2 separate regions of the Mus musculus genome follow, and region 1 is linked to region 2. The links are chromatin contacts, called in public promoter capture Hi-C maps. All regions are on one chromosome and are shown on one strand. Each heading gives the region's core, a stretch centred on a gene start, on an enhancer-like site or on the middle of the called end of the contact. The rest is flanking DNA. Distances are from core to core; before and after follow the strand shown. Region 1 holds the start of Mfsd7a (major facilitator superfamily domain containing 7A). Region 2 holds the start of Evi5 (ecotropic viral integration site 5).

Evidence for each region. Capture Hi-C pulls out chosen DNA fragments and counts their contacts.
Region 1: a promoter capture Hi-C map of adipose tissue shows a contact between it and region 2. The contact joins the promoter of Mfsd7a here to the promoter of Evi5 in region 2. A contact is called at or near these places in 1 of 39 promoter capture datasets (neural stem cells), 1 of 115 datasets of contacts at active chromatin or transcription factors (bone marrow-derived dendritic cells) and 2 of 9 other capture datasets (adipose tissue and liver).

Annotation. Positions count from the first base shown.
Region 1 is chr5:108,447,609-108,451,112 of GRCm38.p6, reverse strand. It overlaps Mfsd7a (major facilitator superfamily domain containing 7A), which reads left to right and starts at 2,013. Exons shown (of 10, transcript NM_172883.3): 1 at 2,013-2,395. The coding sequence starts at 2,249.
Region 2 is chr5:107,867,585-107,870,999 of GRCm38.p6, reverse strand. It overlaps Evi5 (ecotropic viral integration site 5), which reads left to right and starts at 1,952. Exons shown (of 20, transcript NM_001378824.1): 1 at 1,952-2,209.

The sequences.
Region 1 (3,504 bases), core at 764-3,263, 580 kb before region 2:
TTTTGAGATAGGGTTTCTCTGTGTAGACCAGGCTGACCTCGAACTCAAGTTCACCTGAGTGCTAAGATTAAAGGCATGTTCCATCTGGATGGGGATCCAGAGTTCATTGTGGTTTTCATTCAATTTTTTCTGGTGGCTAATGAAGTTAGTCATTAAGCCTTATTTGCCACCTGTTTTTTTTTTTTTTTTTTCTCTTCGGTGTTTTGCCCATATCCTTAATTGGATTTGAAAAACACCATGTAGTAGTCCTTTGTTAGATGTGTGGTTTGCAAATATTTTCTTGTAATCTGTGTGTATAAAAACCTCTTGATAAAAGTCCCGTTAGCCCTAGAGGCCAATTAAGAGAAAACTAATATTAGCTAACATGCTGAGTCTTTCAATATGTGAATAAGGTATACTTGTCCATTTCTCTAGGTTTTTGTTGGTTTCTTTCACAAGCATTGTACAATTTTTAGCATATAGGTGCTATTCCTGTTTATAGCTAAGTATTTTATATATTTTGTTTGTTTTTGTTTTTGTTTTTTTTGAGACAGAGTTTCTCTGTGTAGCCCCGGCTGTCCTGGAACTCACTCTGTAGCCCAGGTTGTCCTCAAACTCACAGAGATCCACCTACCTCTGCCTCCCAAGTGCTGGGATTAAAGGCGTGCACCACCATAGCCTGGCTGCTGAGTATTATTTTTAACCACACTTAGATTATGACTGTTTAATTTTTGTTTTAATTTCCACATCTTCCACATTGGTAGAGTGTTTTAGGAAGGCAGCTGTCGATTGTGTACTGATCTTTCACTTGATAACTTTGTTGAACTCACCTACGTAGCACAAGTGCCCTAAGAGAGTGGATGGAGGCGGATCAAAAGATTTAGAGATGTGACAATACAGGGGGTAACTGTGGTGATGGTCCCATTTGGTGATAGGCTTAGATACTACTTAAACAGGAAGCTGGTGACAGGCAGCTTCCCACCTAAAGCTAGGGCCCTGAACAGAGAAGTCTGAACTGCCCTCTCAATCTCTCAGGTAGAATGTCAAGACATCAAAGTCCCCACCCCAAGGCAGCTCCAGGCCATAGGAGGAGGGCATAGGGGCTTAGGTCTTCAGAGTGAGTGTGAACTATGGCCTGAGGGTAAGCAGGGGTTAGATAGATATGAAAGGAAAGGGCATCAAAGAGGGCAAAGACCACAGGCCTTATCATGGGTCTCAGGGGGACTGGCCCTTGCAGGGCACCACCAGGTTTTTCTCATTTTTCTCCTTACTGGACAGGACTTTACCTACAAATGGGGAAATACATCTGACATGCACACAGCCCCACTAAGAACACACAAAAGGCTGGAACCGCACAATAAGCTTGTTCAGACCCGTATGATTGACAGGTGGTACCATCCAATATTGAAGATAAACAGCAGGAATGCTGGTAGGTTGAGGCCAGCCTAGGCTACAACAGTGAAACTCCTGCTCAAAACTCAAATCCCTAAGCCCAAGAAATGAACAAAAAGGAATGTTAATCCTGAGGGCAAGACCATCGGGATGTGTTTGAAGGAGAGAAAACCTCTTCACTGAGAGAAAGCCACCTCCTGCCTCTGTATGGCCAGTCCCCCTATTCCTCCACAGCACAGCCTGTTCTCTGCCCCACCAGCTGGTCACTCATTCACACTAGTCTGAATAGGGCTTTTGGTACACTGGCCTTCTCTTGAACCAGCCAGGCCAGACACAGTGGCAAGTGTCAGATGACTCTTGTCAACTGCTTTAGGCCAGAGTCAGGCGACAAGGGCAAATTAAAGAGTCTGGAAGCTATCTATCTACTCGCGGGCAGGGATGGTGTAGTTAGGTTCAGCCTTTCCTCGTCCTCCACCCCGCCTCTTTCTCCTCTAGGAGGAGTCTAGTGACAGGCCTAGATTGGAGGCTTTTGGAACTGTTCCGGCTCTCCTCCTCCAGATTGGCCTCAACTTCAACAATTTGGAGGACCTTTAAGGAAATGCAGACTTTGCTGAAGTAGAGACCCACTTCCCGCACCTACCACTGCGAACGTGTTCCTAGTACAGGCCACACACACACTTGTATCCAAGTTACCTCTAAAAGGGAATTTTTCCCCTCCAGTTTCCACCTTGCCGAGTAATTCTGGCTTCTTTCACCAAACTTGTCCTTTGGGGCGGAGACTAACCAGATCATTCCGCCCCGCCCTGCTCCTGGGACAGCCTGCCTACAGCCTCAGCGCGTTGCAGTGTATGAAAGTGGGCGGCCTGCGGACACTGGCATGGCCGGGACTATGGATAGGCTGGAAGACTGCAACAGCCCGGAAACATCTGGGACCGCCGGAGACGCGTTGCCTAGTCCCCGAGTGTATGCGCGTCGCTGGGTCTTTCTGCTGGTGGTCAGCCTCCTGAGCTGCTCCAATGCGATGGTACAAGGGTGCTGGGTCGGGCGGGGCGGGGTCTTTGTAGCAGCCTCAGCGCCAGCAAGACTGTTTTCGTGCGGTCACAGAAAAACGACCTTTCTTCTGGCTCATCAAGTTGTAGAAGAAGGGGCAAATGCCTGTCCTGCCCGATGTGGAGCAGCCAGGGAAACAGGTGTCTTAGGCTCAAGGGTCTCAGCCCTGCAACATGTTGTTTTCTCGAACTATCCCTAGCCCCCAAATGCTGGACCCTTCGTCCTTCCCTCTTCATCCCATCAGGCGCACTTGGACTGCAAGTGGTCCTCCCAAGGCACAGGTACACAGCACTTGAGTTTGAGCGGAGGGAGAGAGAGCGTGGAGCTGCTACCATCAGCTGTTCAATCCTGTTTCTGGTGCTGGATCCGGTACCTGTAAAGGAACTTTGGGTCACATGCGGCCACTCAGCTGGATAGGTAGCATTTGGGCCATACAGCTAAGAATTATAACAAATATAGCACAGACTGTGCCGAGCATGTGGGACCATGAAGCCCACTGGTCACAGTGGAGACCCAGCCAGGATGGTGACACGATCAGGTGTCCAGCACACTAGGGGTTCAGTTGCCAACTGGCATTCCGTGCGAACCAGCAGCAGGTTGAATCGCATGGCCTTTCCTTTTTCCCCCCGGCTGTGCTGGTTGTGAAGAAAGAGCTTTGAGTAAAGGTGTGAATACATGTCATGAGCCTGGAGTATTCTAACTGTGGCAATATCAGAAACTTCTCTCCTGGTAGCTAGCTTTGCTGAGACTTGTTGCTGTGGGTTGGCTCACAGTTCCCCTTTCTAACACTGGGAAACATAACTGGTTTGGGGTAGCTGTCTGAGGACACACGTAGAAATCTACTTGAGTTTTTCCTTTTGTAGATAAGGCAGGTTCCTGGGACACTTGGGTGATGTCCTGCTGTCCTAATGGAGATGGAATATTACCCTGATACTGTGAAATGACATGGTCCCGGCTGGGTCCCCATTATGACCAGTGGGCTTCAAGTTTAGTCATGCTTCCTGGAGCCCCTGATCATTTGTCTGTAGCTAGTGACTGGGTGCCAGGGTTCTGAGAGAGCAGCCTGAGCAGGCAGGCACAACA
Region 2 (3,415 bases), core at 703-3,202:
TAATGAGCATCTGTGGCTATCTTTCTCTCTATCCTTCTTAACGGGGAGGTTTGAGCACTCTGCAATTAGACATTTCCCAAAGAATCTTCAGACACTAAAGTAATTTGAAATCTATTTTTATTATAATAATAACCAGCGCTCTTCTTAGGTTCTGACTCTAAATGTCAAAGTGTGACATTTACCTGTGATGTCAGTAACCTTTGTGCCATTCGTCATCGTTTGAATCAGGCACCTATGATTCTCGAATTCCTCAAACCTCAAACGACAAAGCTCCCGGCCTTATGGGGCCAGATGTTAGTGAGAGATTAAAAAATTCCCAAGAGTCCTATAATTACAGTGTCCTGGAAAGGGATTGACAGGACTAACATAGGCGGGTTTTCAAGAGGCATTTCTCAGACCCAGAGACTAAGGCCCAGGTAAGAAGGTGAGGCCAGGAAAACTTCCCAGGTATTAGAAGTTTGCAAAAACTCTTGTGAGGGAGGAAAGGGTCATTGTGGCTGGAGAAAGGAGAGGATGAACATGGTCTGAGCAGAGAGGGGAGCTGGAGAGGTAGGCAAGGTGCCTGGCCCTGGAGGGCTTGGTTAGGGTAATTTTTTTTTCCCCAAAAGAATGGGATACTGAACAGCAACAAGGTCACATGGTACAGTATTTGAACAAAAATTCTTCTTGTGGTTTGAGATTTGGAGAAGGGTAGGAGGGGATGTGGATAAAATAGGCTAGGTCAGTGTCCTTACACTATCTGCAGGTCAGGGTAATTTTAACTAAGGTGGTTGCTGATGAAGGAGATGAGAGAGATTCAAGGAAACTTTAGCAGATAAAAGCAAAGAATTTGCAGATAAATTGGAAAGGTACATTATACTTTTTTTTCTTTTGCTATGGGGTAGATACATTAAATTATGATGAAGTTTTTTGTTTGTTTTTTGAGTCAGGGTGGTGTTGCCTTGGCTCTCCTGAAACTCTGTAGACCAGGTTGGCCCTGAACTCTGAGATCTGCTTGCTTCTGTCACTCAAGTGCAGGGATCAAAGGCATGCGCCAAGACTGCCTGGTACAATGAAGTTGTTACATTGCCATTAATAACCCGACCTAAGTTATGCAAAAAAAAAAAAAATTGCCTCAGACTATTTTGAAAATTTCAAAGCTGGGTGGAGGACATGGTTTTACTTCCCATTTCTTATCCTAATCTTGTTGAAAAATAGTCTTTTCTAGAAGTGCTTGTGATAGTGGAACTTTTTCTGGACAGGTCTTACAAATCTAAATGTAAAAGCCAGTGGTATCATATTAGTAAACAATTTTAGAGCTTTTCTGACTGCTTGATGGTAATTACTATCCTTTTGGTCACTTTCAAGTATATAACAAAAATGATTTATATTGCCTTTATTATTTTTTTTTTTTGTTGCCTGCAATTCCTTTGACAGGACCCAAATGAATAGGCTGTTTTTGTCCCAAACTAAGTAATTTCCTTCTAAGAATTTCTTGGTTGGTGTTGGATAATTGCCCACCCTCTGCCGGACTCCGAAAAAACCCACGGTTTATTCTAGAGGATTAGTGGAAGACCTGTTTTACCACCGCGAGTGCCATTTGATTAATATTATGTTTTTGGGAGTGAGACTCCGGGCAGCCCTCGCAAAGCTGCGCGTCGCTGTGCGCGCCCCAGGCCTGCGCGGATGCTCGCCCGGGGGGCTCCGAGGGGGCGTGTCTTGTGCTTCCCTGACTGGCCAGGGGCGGCTCGAGAGACTGGGAAGTCAGCAGTTTGCATGGCCGAGGGCTGGGCGCTTGGGAAGAGGGGCGGAGGACCGAGAGGGATCTCCCCGCCTCCGTTCCTCTCGGTCCAATCCCTTCGGCTTCTGCTTCGGCTTCGCCAGCGCGGCCGGGGCCCTAACCTGCTCGAACCCATTATGCCGTAGAGGCCGGCCGGGGCTCTTTAAGGCCCTCGCCGCGCCTGCGCCCTGGGCTTTCGTGAAGCGGCCCGACCAGAGCCGGGCGGAGCTGGCGGGCGTGGGGCTGCGCGGGGTTCTCCCGAGTCGTCGGCGGTACGGTGGAGGGTCGCGGGCAGCTCCGGGTTCCTGAGCAGGAGGCGTGCGCCGGGTCACGCGGGGAACGCGGCCGCGGAGGCCGAGCCGGGCCGAGGCGCTTGGAGGCGGCGGCGGCACGGCCGCCGGCTGCATGGGAAGTTCATGTTGACGGCGGAGTCCACCCCAGGTTTCCAAGGTGAGGGGCGCCGCGCCAGGCCGGGCTGCGGCGAGGGAGGGCGCGGGCGCCGCCGAGGGCCGCGCCGCCCACCCGGGCCGCCGCCGAGTTTGCGGCGCGAGCCCGCCGGGGCCTGCGTTCCCCGCTCTCGCCTGGCCCGGGCGGCCTCGGGGCCCGTCCTCGAGGACACGGCGGTCCGCCGCGCCCTGCTCGGAAAGTTGGCGTCTCCATTCGGCCTGCGGCGGCTGCCGGCAGGTGATGGGCGAGCCAGGTGTGCAGAGCGACGGCGCACGGAGCTCCTGTGCACCCGGTTGCCCATCGCCTAACGGGGCTAGCCTGAGATTAACCGCGGGTTTCCGGTGGGTTGGCTTGCGGTGGTGGCGCCTGCGCTGGTGACTCCGACCTTAGGTCTTTTCACCAAAGAGCGAAGCAAAAGTTCTGGACCGGTTCCCTCGCAGTCCCGTTTCTGCTGGAGGGGATTTTGAAGAGCAACAAGCGGTTTTCTTTGGAGAATAATAAACCTTTCTCCGCCGAGAGAATGAATTCCAGAGCTTCCTGAAGTTAGAGAAACATGGTCTGTTGGTAGTTTTTAATCTTTGCGCGGTGTTTTTTTTTTTTTTTTTTTTTTTGGTGTGTGTGTTTTAAATTTTATTAGTAATAATTTCTCAGTGTTCCAGAACTTTGCTTCCTGTAAGATAGAAAATGCTCACCTTCTATGAGAAGTTTGTGTCAAGGAAATCTTAGAAAATTTATTCAAGCCTATCTGGAGTAGAAAGATCACAATTTTAAGTTTTCAGGTAATGATTTTTAAGTGAACCAACACAAACCAACAAATTACTAGGTTGGGATATATACCTCGGAGGAGTGGAATTGCTGTTTTTTTTTTGTTTGGTTTTCTTTCTGGGTCAGAGTTTTGCTATGTAGCCCAGGCTGTCCCCGTACTCCTGCCGTCGACCTCCTTGCAGTATATTGCCACTATTTCTGGTTGATTATTTTTTAAAAATTTCTGGCATTAGGTTCTGTTGGGCCTTCTCAAGACGGTTGAGAACTCTAGTTATTCCATACTTACGATGCTTACCATCTTCAAAAAATGCTGCGATTTGGATGGTGGTACTTTATCAGTGTGTGACTTTATTTTGCCTGGTGAATGAGTTTAAAAATATTAGTCATTTTTGTATTAATCTTTTGTGAAATGCCTCTTTTACGAATTATGCTTAGGTTTTTGTT